Regions from separate parts of the Mus musculus genome. Here all the other regions are linked to region 2. The links are chromatin contacts, called in public Hi-C and promoter capture Hi-C maps. All regions are on one chromosome and are shown on one strand. The core of a region is the stretch at or near the end of the contact, and the rest is flanking DNA. Distances in the headings are between cores, read along the strand shown. Region 1 holds the start of Kcnk16 (potassium channel, subfamily K, member 16). Region 2 has its middle 22 kb from the start of D14Ertd670e. Region 3 has its middle 35 kb from the start of Kcnk5.

The links. Promoter capture Hi-C pulls out the DNA fragments that hold promoters and counts their contacts. Hi-C and Micro-C count contacts between places; a contact is called where the count stands out from the background.
Region 1: a promoter capture Hi-C map of stem cell-derived epiblast-like cells shows a contact between it and region 2, with 4 times the contacts expected there. The contact joins the promoter of Kcnk16 here to the enhancer-like site in region 2. A contact is called at or near these places in 19 of 39 promoter capture datasets (the 3T3-L1 cell line, 3T3-L1-derived adipocytes, the C10 cell line and 12 more), 1 of 484 Hi-C or Micro-C datasets (granulosa cells), 1 of 115 datasets of contacts at active chromatin or transcription factors (embryonic stem cells) and 1 of 9 other capture datasets (liver).
Region 3: a Hi-C map of embryonic stem cells shows a contact between it and region 2, with 1.9 times the contacts expected there. The contact joins two enhancer-like sites. A contact is called at or near these places in 5 of 39 promoter capture datasets (the 3T3-L1 cell line, cranial neural crest, liver and 2 more), 2 of 484 Hi-C or Micro-C datasets (both in embryonic stem cells) and 4 of 115 datasets of contacts at active chromatin or transcription factors (bone marrow-derived macrophages and embryonic stem cells).

Annotation. Positions count from the first base shown.
Region 1 is chr14:20,267,705-20,271,455 of GRCm38.p6, forward strand. It overlaps Kcnk16 (potassium channel, subfamily K, member 16), which reads right to left and starts at 1,565. Exons shown (of 5, transcript NM_029006.2): 1 at 1,246-1,565. The coding sequence starts at 1,458.
Region 2 is chr14:19,858,504-19,862,644 of GRCm38.p6, forward strand. No RefSeq gene overlaps it. Among named protein-coding and RNA genes, the nearest start is that of D14Ertd670e, 22 kb to the left of the region's middle. Within about 2 kb of position 2,783, at least 19 of the 459 cell types and tissues checked have an H3K27ac peak or open chromatin away from gene starts, as enhancers often do. A contact at or near this core is called in embryonic stem cells and stem cell-derived epiblast-like cells, where this site is marked.
Region 3 is chr14:20,214,536-20,218,674 of GRCm38.p6, forward strand. No RefSeq gene overlaps it. Among named protein-coding and RNA genes, the nearest start is that of Kcnk5, 35 kb to the left of the region's middle. Within about 2 kb of position 2,601, at least 32 of the 459 cell types and tissues checked have an H3K27ac peak or open chromatin away from gene starts, as enhancers often do. A contact at or near this core is called in embryonic stem cells and stem cell-derived epiblast-like cells, where this site is marked.

The DNA.
Region 1 (3,751 bases), core at 315-2,814, 410 kb after region 2:
TCTCTACCCAGGGAGATAGGCTGGGAGCCAGCCTATGGAGCAGCAGTCTGAGAAGTGGGCGAGTGTGAGAGGGGACATCTCTGGAGTGTTGAAGACTGACAGTTCATGTGTGTCGACTGCAGGTGCATTTTCTTTGTGGATGTACATGTGTCTATTCCCATTTGCTTATGTGCAGAGTTGTGTACGAATATGTTTGTGCAGGCGGCCAGGGCTCAACCACAGGTGTCATTCCACAGAGCCATCGGCCTTGTTTGGGTTTTGCCTTGAGACAGGGTCACTGAAATAGAGCTAGCCCTTTTGGTTAGGCTGCTCTGGCCTAGCCAGTGAGCTCTCAAGATCCACCTGTCTCCCCAACCCACCAACCCAATGCTGGGGTCACAGGCACTTGCAGCCATACCCAGAGATGTACATGGGGGCCAGGTCCCTCTACTTACAAAGTACTCTTTCCTACTAAGCTGTCTGTCTAGCTTTCCACCTTTCCTTTTCTCCTTCTTTCTTTCTTTCTTTCTTTCTTTCTTTCTTTCTTTCTTTTCTTTTCTTTTCTTTTTCTTTTTCTTTTTTTTCTTTTTTTTTTTTTGAGACTGGCTCTCTTACTGGCCTGAGGCTTGCCCATTTGGCAAGGCTGGCTGGCCATAGAGCCCAAGGGATCTGCCTGTCTAGGCCGTTCCAGTGTTGAGATTACAAGCCGCCATGCCTGACTTTTTTTTTTTAAATTACATTTTAATTAGTACATAACAGTGTGTGTGGATATGGGTGTGTTTATATGCATGTGGAAATGCATGTACCATTGTGTGCATGTCAAGATCAGAGGACAACTTCCAGGAGTTGTCTCTCCTTTCCCTATGTGAGTTTCAGGACTTGAACGGCAGCCATCAGGCTCTGCTCCGTGCCAAGTGCTTTTACTCGCTGAGCCATCTTGCCCGCCCACCTCTGGGGGTGTGGGGACATCTGGGTCTAGAACTCAGGTCCTTATATTTGTTTGGCAGATGCTTGGCTGAGCCAACTTCCCAATCCCAGATATATTTTTTCTTCTCATCTTACTGATGAGGACATTTAGGTTAAGTGACTGGCAAGGTCACATAACAGACCTGAGAATCGGGGCCCCGGACTAGATCTCTCCAGGCTCAAGCTTCCTCCACACTCTGCTTCCAAAGGGGAACCAACCTCTGGGTAGTGGCTCTGTTCCTGCCACTAGCCCCTCCATTGCCTCCCCACTCTTCCTGTCCCATTCTTTTGTACTCTCACCTGTACAAACTGCTCCAGGGCCTGCTGGTCTAGGCAGGTGTAGTTCTCTAAGAAGCGTAGCTTTTCCAGCTGGAACTGGTCCCTGGATTGAGCCTCTGCCTGCTTCTCCAGCAGCTGGAAGATGGTGGCCCCAAGCAGTAGGTAGCAGATATAGGCCAGAAGCAGGGGCAATACTTGGCCACCCCAGCAGCCGCAGACCCCAGCACGGGGCATGATGTGGCCAGGACTCTGCAGCAGCTGTCAGGGTGGCTGTGAAAGAGTTGGAAGAGGTGAGAGCCCCTGCCACTGCCTGCCCTGTCCTCCACCGCACAGGTGTCTGCGGCAGGGGAGTCTGTTTGAACAGTGTGGTGTGCAAACAGGCCTGCCATCCCCCACCCAGCCTTGTTTTTCCATGCAGAGCAGCAAGGCAGCAAATGCTTGGGCCCCTCAGGGACACCTATGAGCTCTTCCTGAGCTCATCTGGTCTTAGCTTCTGCTCCCAAGTGAGGCTGAGTGTCTGGGAGAGAATCTGATCAGGAGCCCACTCTGCTGGGACTGAAGGGATCTTGACAACTTCAGATTCCTCACTTGGGAAGGCTCTCGGCTCAAACACAGGAGGCTGGGAGGGAAGGCTCACGAGGGTGTGGGTTGCCCTTGCTTACAGAAGGGAATGGGGAGGATTGACCTGCCTATTGGGGGAACCTGGGACTGAGTAAACCAGAGTAAAACAAATCAAAGCAAAGTAAACAGGCAGATGACAGCCTTGCTTAGCAGCATTATCAATTGGTGCTACTGATACATGGACAGCCCTGGTTACCACCAGCTATCACTTTGGCCAATGGTTGGTCTTGTTTGAGACCCTTGAACAGGTTGTCTGAGGATGCTGAGCTCAGGAGATGAAAGTGGGGAGAAGACAGAACCGGACATGAGCCTCCACCCATATATTACTGTTGGTGACTCCTTTTTTTCCACAGGAGGACCCATAGTGCCTCGATTGATCTTTGGTAGATGCGACTACTTTACTGACATTATACAATAATTCACCTAACATACTGTGCATGTGTGCAGTTACTGATTTATTTTTTTCTTTTTAGTTGTTAGCTTAACCTTCAACAGCTGACCCGTCTCTCCAGATTTATCTATCTAGCTATCTATCTATCATCTATCTTCCTGTCTGCCTGCCTGCCTGCCTGTCTTGTTTTGGTTTTAAGACAAAGACTCAATGTAGCCCTGGCTGGGCTAGAGCACGGTATGTAGACCAGGCTGGCTTTAAATCCACACAGATCCACTATCTTCTGAGTGCCAGGATTAAAGTCATGTGACACCATGACCAGCTATCCCATTTTATTTATTTAAAAATATTTATTTAGCTTTATTTTGTGTGTATGGGTGTTTTGCCTGCATGTATGTCTGTGCAGCATGTGCAGGCCAGAAGAGGGTATCAGATCCCTTGGAACCTGAGCTGCAGGTGGTTGGGTGCTGGGAATGGAGCCTGAGTCTTCTAGAAGAGCAGATAGTGTGTGCTCTTAACCACTGAGCCATCTCCTCAGGCTTACTGTTTATTTCTTAATATTTATTTTTATATATGTGTGTGTTTGTGGGTGTGGATGCATGCATGTGTGGGTGGGTACCCATAGAGTCCAAGAGGGCGCCAAATGTCCTGAAGCTAGAATTACAGGCAGCTATGAGCTAACAAATGTGGGTACTGAAGTTTTAACACTGAAACACCTCTTCAGCCCACCCCCTATCTTCCTTTGAGACAAGATCTCATGGAGCTCAGGATGACCTCAAACTTGGCATCTAGCGGAGACTGACCTTGAGCTAATGCTCCTCTTGTTCTCCACATCCTTGGGGATGGGATTACATGTGTGCACTCCATGCTTGGTTTATAGGATGCTGGGGTCTAACCTAGGGCTTGATGAGCGCTAGGCAAGCATCCTACCAACTGAGCCACATCCCTAGCCTGTGTGTTTGGTGCCTGAGGCACTTAGCACAATCTTGTTTGCACATCCTTTTTTGTTTGTTTGTTTGTTTGTTTTGGTTTTTTGAGACAGGGTTTCTCTGTATAGCCCTGGCTGTCCTGGAACTCACTTTATAGACCAGGCTGGCCTCGAACTCAGAAATCCACCTGCCTCTGCCTCCCGAGTGCTGGGATTAAAGGCGTGCGCCACAACATCCGGCTTGTTCACATCTTGTTTGTGAGGCTCCCGACTTGGATGCTGGGCACTAACCCTTATTTCCTCTGGTAGAACAGGAAGTACTCTTAACTGCTGAGCCATCTCCCCAGATGTATCTATTTATATTTATACATAAATAAATTTTATTGCTAAAAACAAAACATCTTGAAAAGTAGAAACCTTCTGGCTCAGTGGTTTTCATAGGACCTGGGTTGAGTTCCCAGCACTGCTGCGGCAGCTCACCACCCTCTGCAGCTGTAGTCCCAGGGGATTCAACACCCTTTTCTGGCCTCCTCAGGCACCAGATGCATGTAGTGCACAGGCAAATGTCCTCAGGCAAAACACACATA
Region 2 (4,141 bases), core at 1,533-4,032:
GGAGCTGTGCTTAGGAAGGCATTGTTGGCCAAGGTTTCTCCAGCTTCTCTAGCTTCCCTTAGACTTGCTACTCATTTGCATTTAAAGGGAGTATAGTTCTCTCACTGGGTCCCTACAGTGGCGATTCTGAACATAGCTATAGCTCTTGTCACCCAAAGTGAAGTAACTTCAATTAAATTATTTATATGTATTTATCTATCATATATGAATTTTAAGCATGAATAATACATAAATATAAAATAATACGGTGTTCTAACCCCATGGCCAGGCATGGGAAATCTCCCTTTCAGTTGTTGATCAGGGGATTCCAAGAGACACCATCCCCAAACCATCTAGGGTATTGTCATAATCCTTGGTTATCACCTTGAAATTGAAGGTAAGATCTCATTGCTGAAGATACCACATACTTCAGACACAGAAGTATGACTTTCATAGTGTGAGAAGGTACTGTGCAAGCAGACGAGAGAGAGAGGAACAATCAATAATCCTACCCAGGTGGGGTGGGGGAGGTGAGGTGGAGTGGAGGGGTAGGGACATCTTCTCGGAGACAGGGGTGGGAGGAGGGTGGTGGGAGGGAGAGGAATGGGATGAGGAACTGTCAGAGGGTAGACCAGGAGGAGGATAATGACTGGACTGTAAAAAAAAAAACGATTAAAGATAATAAATTAAATAGAAAGAAGGAAAGGAAGGAAGGGAGGGAGGGAGGGAGGGAGGGAGGGAGGGAGAGAGAGAGAGAGAGAGAGAGAGAGAGAGAGAGAGAGAGAGAGAGAGAGAGAGAGAGAGAGAGAAAGAAGTGTCCTTCTGAGAACAGGCCAGTAGAGGGAGCTTGTAAGAAAATATTTCTGTCTAGGAGCTGGAAAATTCCCACCGAGGAGACTCCGTGATTTTAATTATTGTAATTAATGGTAAATTCAAGCAGACTTACACAGGACACAAACCAGAACAGCCACAAATTTGCGGAGGTGCCAAGTGCAGGAAGCCCAGTGGAGAGCCTTCCAAAGTGCTATTCAAGCTCCGGGTTCCAAGCCTCATTCCCATTACATAATTCAAAAATCTGTGGGATTTAGGATGTGCAGTGTTTAGGTTCGTCAGAGCTATCTAAGCTTTCTGAGAAATTATTCCCAAGTAGAAAGTCAGTGCTGGCTGGGAGCTGTGAAGAAGCTGTTGTTCTCTAGACTTTGCCTTTCTTGCAGCTTGAAGACAGGGAGCAAGAATGTCACACTGATGGATGAAACCATCCAAGGAAAATACAGAAACTGCAATTTGAGTGCTAAGTAATTTCCATGTCAAAACTTCTCTTTTGATACATATTTTTGGTTGTGAGCCTAGCCTTTAACGGCTGAGCCATCTCTCCAGCCCTTGATACATATTTTTAATAAAATCTATCTATCTATCTATCTATCTATCTATCTATCTATCTATCTATCTATCACTGTTGTTGCTATTGTTGTATACAGAGTTTCTCTGTGTAGCCTTGGCTGGCCTAGAACTTACTCTGTAGACCAGGCTGGCCTCAAACTCAGAGTACCTCTGCCCCCTTGGGTGCTGGGATTAAAGGTGTATACCACCAGTGCCCTGCTCTTTTGAGAATTTTAATCATTATACTACAAACACCAGGTGAACTTGGCTATGGCTTTGGTTTGTTAACCCCTGATCTAAACCAACACTTAGCCCAACCTTCGAACTTCATCTGCAGTGTCTGTGTTTCTCTTCAGGAATACTTGGATAAATATTTGCTTCCTGGGCCCATGTAGAGATAGTCACCTCAAAAACAAACAAAACCCCAAACAAGAAAATTAAAAACAAACAAACAAAAATTAATCAAACAAACTACACCCCCCCACACACACACCACCACTACCACCACCACATTTCTTTGAGCACTCCAGAAAGAGAGGCAGATGGATCTCTGTGAGTTGGAGGCCAGCCTGGTCTACATTGTAAGTTCCAGGACAGTTAGTACTGTGTAGAGAGACTATGTTGTGGTAAATCTCCTCCCAAATATGCCCCGGCAATGACAACACAACTCAGTTAATATGAATACAAGCCATGCGCCTAGATTGGGCAGATCTACCGCTACACTACCATCTTCTCCTGAAAGTATAACAACGTAAAAACAGAATTCTAGGCCTTTAGGCCCAGGCTTGGGAATGTGGCCTTTGTAAAGGTATGCTAATCATAAAAGAGATAGCGACATTCCTCTACCCACCTGCTTCCTGGGTTCAAAGAGTGCTCATTCAAAGAAAGTCACCCTGGCCATTACCAGAACCTGCAATGCAAATGTTCTATTGTTAGGGGCTCTTAGAAGCTGTCTTGAGAGTTAACAATTACCAGGTATTCCTTGTGACTCTTGTAACTTTACACTTCCTTGTGACTCTTAACTGGTATCTTTGGTATCTTCCAACAACGCCCTCCCCACTTCCTTGAGTTTCTGGTTTCTTCCTTTAAATACCCCCTTACCCAGCTACTCGGAGCGCCAAGGTCCTCTACCCTGTGTGGTGTATGACCATGGGCCCGAGAGCGCTCTTGAATAAAAATCCTCTTGCAATTTGCAGCAAGACCCGTTTCTTGTGGGTGATTTTGGGGTGTCGCCTCTCCTGAGTCAGAATGTGGGGGAGCCCTCACATTGTGGGTCTTTCATTCCATCTTATCAGAACTTGAACTTAGAACTTGCAGTTTCTCCAGGCCATGTGCTTCTGCTCTGCTTTTCTTAGTCTTCTTCCTCCTCTACACCCTCTCCCTCTTCCATTTTCCCCTTCTTCCCTCCCCTACCTTCTGTTCCACCTTCCCTTTTATCTGCCCAATCATCAGCTCTCCTTTATTTTACAAATTAAGGTGGGAAGCAGGTCTACAGGAAATCACCTGAGTGGTGACTCATTCCTTGTTCACAACCACTCACAGGAGAACGGAATTAACATCCAATATAATGAGCCCCAGGACTATCTACCACAAGACTATGTCTCAAAGAACAAAACAAACGATCAAAAAGAAAAAAAAAGACTCTTTAAGGTGCCATTGTGTATTGGCTGAGCAGAGATAGCTTTTAAGGACTGGGACTGAGGAACGGAGAGATGACTCAGTGCTTCTGCAGAAGATCTAGGGTTCAGCTCCCAGCACCCACGTGACGGCTCCCAACCCCTTTGTAACTCCAGTTCCAGGGAGATCTGACACCCCTTTCTGGCCTCTGCAAACACTGCACACACATGATTCATATTCATACATGTAGGCAAAACACTCATGTGTATAATATATGAGTACATAAAAACTGGGACCCAGGTCGGGATTAATAGAAACGTGATTCTCAGAGAAAGCAGAGTTAACTGCTCCCCTGGCATGAATATCTACTGTAGGATGTGCTTGGGGTGTAGCATGCCCTCTGGTGTCCTGGTACAGAACTAAGGGAGGAGAGAAGATGCTGTTTGAGGCACTGATTGAGGCAATGGAGGTTTTTGTACAAGTGACTCAACTTTTCTAGCTTGTATATCACACTGAAAGGGAATATTACCCATTGGGGCTCTGTGAAGGAGTACAGATACGTTAGAAACTTTCACCCTGGCAAAGTACCTGACAGAAACAGCGGAAAACAGGAAGGACCTATTTCTGCTCATGGTTGCAGAAAATTGAGCCCACAGTATGCTAGGTTGGTTCTGTGGCCAGCTAGTGGAAGCATGTTCAGGCAGTTTCTTGCTTCTTGGTGGACAGGAAGCAGAAAGTCAGTCTAGGCAGAAACAGGTATAGCCTTCAAAGACAGTCTCTCAGTGACCTACTTCCCAGGCCCGCCAAAGTTTCCACAGCCTTCCAAAATGGTGTTACTAATTAGGGACCAACTGTTCAACCATGAGCCTGTTGGGGTATTTCATATTAAAATCTTCAAGTAGGCACTTAATCCATGCTAATATTTAGTATCAAGAGTTAGAGGGAAAACCCCCAAAATGCCCGTGTATAAGAACCAAGATAGGAGCTATGGATTAGAATGGAACAAGAAGATCTTAAGATAAAATGTATACCAGCCCCTCTGCCTTACCTCTGGTTTATAACTGGAGGGGAAATCCTAGGTTTTAGTACAAAACGGGCTAGGCAAGAGTGCCTAACCTTTTGATGGTGACACCCCAAAGTCAATTATAAACATCACACAGAACTA
Region 3 (4,139 bases), core at 1,351-3,850, 360 kb after region 2:
TCTGTCCACGGGGGTTCAAGTGACTTTCACCTTTTTTTCCCTGTAAAATTTAATGCTGCTGTGAATGAGTAAGTGTGTGTGTGTCTGTCTCTGTCTCTATCTCTGTATCTCTCACTCTCTGTCTCTGTCTCTCTCTCTGTCTCTCTGTCTCTCTGTCTCTCTGTCTCTCTGTCTCTCTGTCTCTCTCTCTCTCTCTCTCTCTCTCTCTCTCTCTCTCTCTCTCTCTGTGTGTGTGTGTGTGTGTGTGTGTGTGTGTGTGTGTATAGCCCTGGCTGTCCTGGAACTCACTTTGTAGACCAGGCTGGCCTCGAACTCAGAAATCTGCCGGCTTCTGCCTCCCAAGTGCTGAGATTAAAGGTGTGCATCACATTGCCTAGCCTTTAGGGCATGTTTTAAAAAGTATATATGGGGTCTGGAGAGATGGTTCAGCAGTTAAGAGCACTGAGTGCTCTTCTAGAGGTCTTGAATTCAATTCCCAGCAACCACATGGTGGCTCACAACCATCTGTAATGGGGTCTGATGCCCTGTTATGGTGTGTCTGAAGAGATGGACAGTATACTCTCATACATAAAATAATCTTTTTTAAAAAGTGTGTGTGTGTGTGTGTGTTTTTGCACGTGGACATGCATGTGGAAGTCCTGCCCAGGAATTAAAAGACCCTTTATAAACACCCATGGACAAAAAGACTGGAAGTGAGAGACATCTTTACATTGGAGGCTTAACAATTTTACTGTCCTTTTAAAAAGCACTATGATTCAAAAGTCAGTAAGTCCTACCCCATCACTGTCTTTGGTTCCCATTTCAACATTAGTATCTTTTTTGTGTGTTTTGTTATCATGAGACAGGATCTCACTTCCCAGCCAGAGTGGCCTCAAGTCCCGTGATTCTCCCTTCTCAGCTGGTCAAGCACTGAGATCCAACTTCCACCAGTGTAGTACATGGTCCTAGGAACAAAATGGCTGTCACCTCCAACAGATCAGCATCAGCTGTGCCTGCTTGAGAGGAGCCATCACATTTGTGAACGGTTACATCCACGTTTGTGGATGAGGAGAGGGTGAGGAGGCTAGACTCGGGAGGCTAATGGGAGAGGGGTTCCATCCATGATGGCTTTCCTATACTGTTGCTGTGGGGTCACTCGGGAACCTGTCAGTCATCCCTCACCCAGTTCACTTGCAGGTTCCCAGGAGAGAACGGACCTTGTAAGGAGATGGCTGGTGTTGTTTGCCTCTCCCTGGGGAAGGGATTCTCCCCAGACACCCCGCCTAGCACCATTTGCACCTTGAAGGTTGTTCTGTCAGTACAAAAAGATTTCTCCCTACCCTTGTTTGCTTTTCTGCTGCCGTGATAAATACTATGACCAAAAGCAACCCAGGGAGGACAGGTTTATATCATCTTACAGCTTGAAGGGAAGTCAGGACAGGAACTCAGGGAGGAACCTGGGGGCAGAAACTAAAGCAGAAGCCACGGGAAACGCTGCCTACGGGCTTGCATCCTGTGGCTGGCTCAGCCTGCTTGTTCATTACCATCAAGAACTCCTTGCCTAGGGCTGGCAGCACTCACAGTTGGTGGGGCCTTTCCATATCTATATTCATCAAGAAAATGCCCACAGAGTTGCCGACAGGCCAGTGTTACAGAGGCATTTTCTCAATTGAGATTATCCTCTTCCCAGATATGTTTGTGTCAAGTTGACAAAAACAACCAGCACAACACCCCGGTACCACCTGTCCAGGGGTGGCACTGCCCATAGTGGGCTGGACCCTCCCACAAGAAACCATCCCCACAGATTTGCCTACAGGCCAATCTGATGGCAATCCCTCAGCTGACAGTCTTTCTTCCTAGATGACTCTACCTTGGTTTTTTTTGGTTTGGTTTGGTTTGGTTTGGTTTTTGGTTTTTCAAGACAGGGTTTCTCTGTATAGCCCTGGCTGTCCTGGAACTCACTTTGTAGACCAGGCTGGCCTCGAACTCAGAAATCCACCTGCCTCTGCCTCCCTAGTGCTGGGATTAAAAGTGTGCGCCACCATGCCCAGCATGACTCTACTTTGTATCAAATTGACAAACAAACAAACCTCACAAAAGACAAATGCTAACAAGTACTGCCCCATTCTTTTACATAGCTGCAGGGTCCTGTTGTTTAAATACAGCATCATTTCCAACTAGTCCCTACTGGTGGGCATTTAAGTTGTAACCAACTATTGTAGGCTTCTGTAAACAGCCTACAGGTGCCATTTTGCACGTCTAAGGTCTGTAGGATAAATTTGTCTCAGGACACCTCAGGCTCGTGGGTCTTAGACATTGGTTCTGTTTGTGTGTTTGCTTCCGGTGTGGCTGACTCATTGTTTTCTGTGTGTCTGGGATGTTCTTGGCCTTTATGGCTCAGTTCTTAAGACGGGACCGTGAGATGAGGTGGCTTGGGACAGTGGGGGCCCTTGGAGGAGCCTCTGATGGGAAATGACAAAGTGCTGGGCTGTGAGTGGGTTGGTAGTGGAAAGGGATGGGGTGAGACACCGCACACTCAGAAGTCTGAAAGGAGTCAGCCAAGACCTAGGCCTGATTCAATCAACCTGGACCAGAATGAGGGTGGGGCTCCTCTCTGGAGGCATCTCACTTTTCCACTGCCTAGAGTGATTCAGAGCAGGACAGACCCCCACCCCATCCCCACCCCCAGGGTGGGCTTTGCCAGCCTGGCCTGGGGGAAGCTTCTGCCCGGTTTCTGTGGAGTGGGACAGAACTGTGTGTGGGATGACTACCCACTGTCCAGTTTAAAACCGAGTCTACACCTACACTTCCTTTTAGTGTGTGTGTGTGTGTGTGTGTGTGTGGTGAGCACATGTATATACATGCACGTGCCAGAGAGCACAGATAGAGATCTGAGGAGCAACCTTGAGTATTAGTGTTGAGGTTAGGTCTGTTGCTACATATTGTAATGCTAATTCTGTACCAAAAGGTCTAGGCCTCGGAGTGAATTCTCTCAGTTACAGACTTTTGTTGTGCAGATCTTGTTCCTTGTTTAAAAAAAAAAAACTATTAAAAAAATAATTGGCTACAGACAATGACTGGAAGGATTAGAGGTAAGTGGGTTTTGAGTTACAAGGTTGGGGGTAGAGAAGAGAAAGCAGAGACCAGGAGGAGAAGGAAGAACAAAAAAAAAAAAAAAGAGGAAGCCATCATGAGAGGAGATGGACCATGAGCCTGTGGCCAGGAGAAACAGCAAGTATCTGGGGTACACTGCTGGGGAGGCAGCCAGGTCAGCAGTTAGAAAAGTACCTTAGGGGTTACTCCCCAGTAATTATCAAAGCCAAATAAAACAAATCAGAGCCTGGGTCTTACTTATCTGTCACCTAGTTGAGGATAAGTTTAAATTGGTTGTACTACATGTTAGTCCTCATCTTCCAACTTGTTGGCTTTTATTGATTTATGTACTCATTTAGGTATTTATTCATATATTTATTTATCTATTTATTTTTGTTTAAAATATTTTTAATTGAAAATAGTTTATTCTATACAATATTGTTTAATTATGGTTTTCTCTCCCTCAACTCCTCCCAGTTCTTCCCCACCTCCCCCCATCCAGATTGACCTCTTTTCTGTCTCTCCTTAGAAAACTGGGAGGTAGGCATGGCGACACAAGCCATCTCAAAGATCCATAGAGTGAGCTCCAGGACAGTCAGAGCTACACAAAGGAACCCCAAAATAAACACAGAAGAGAAAATAAAATTAGCAGGCATCTAAGGGGTTGTAGTATAATAGTATGTAATGTAATAATATGATAAAAAGAAAAAACAAGCCAGTTGAAATAGAAAGAAACAAACAGAAGGAAAAGGGCCAAAGAAAAATCACAAGAAACACATAGACACAGAGGCACACACAGCCACACCCATGGGAATTGTATAAAAACACAACACCAGAAGTCACAATATATACTCAAAGGGCCTGTAAGGTTTAAAAGGAAAAAGAAAAAAAAAAAAAAAAAAGCCTTGACAACATTCTCAGACACAGAACTCCCGAAGATGCTCTTGAGTTCGTTTTCTTGTTGGCCATCTACATCTGGGCATGTGCCCTACCTATCCTCAAAAGCAGTGTTTAGATCCAGATATCCACCAACAAATGAATAGATTTAAAAAAAAGTGCATTTACAT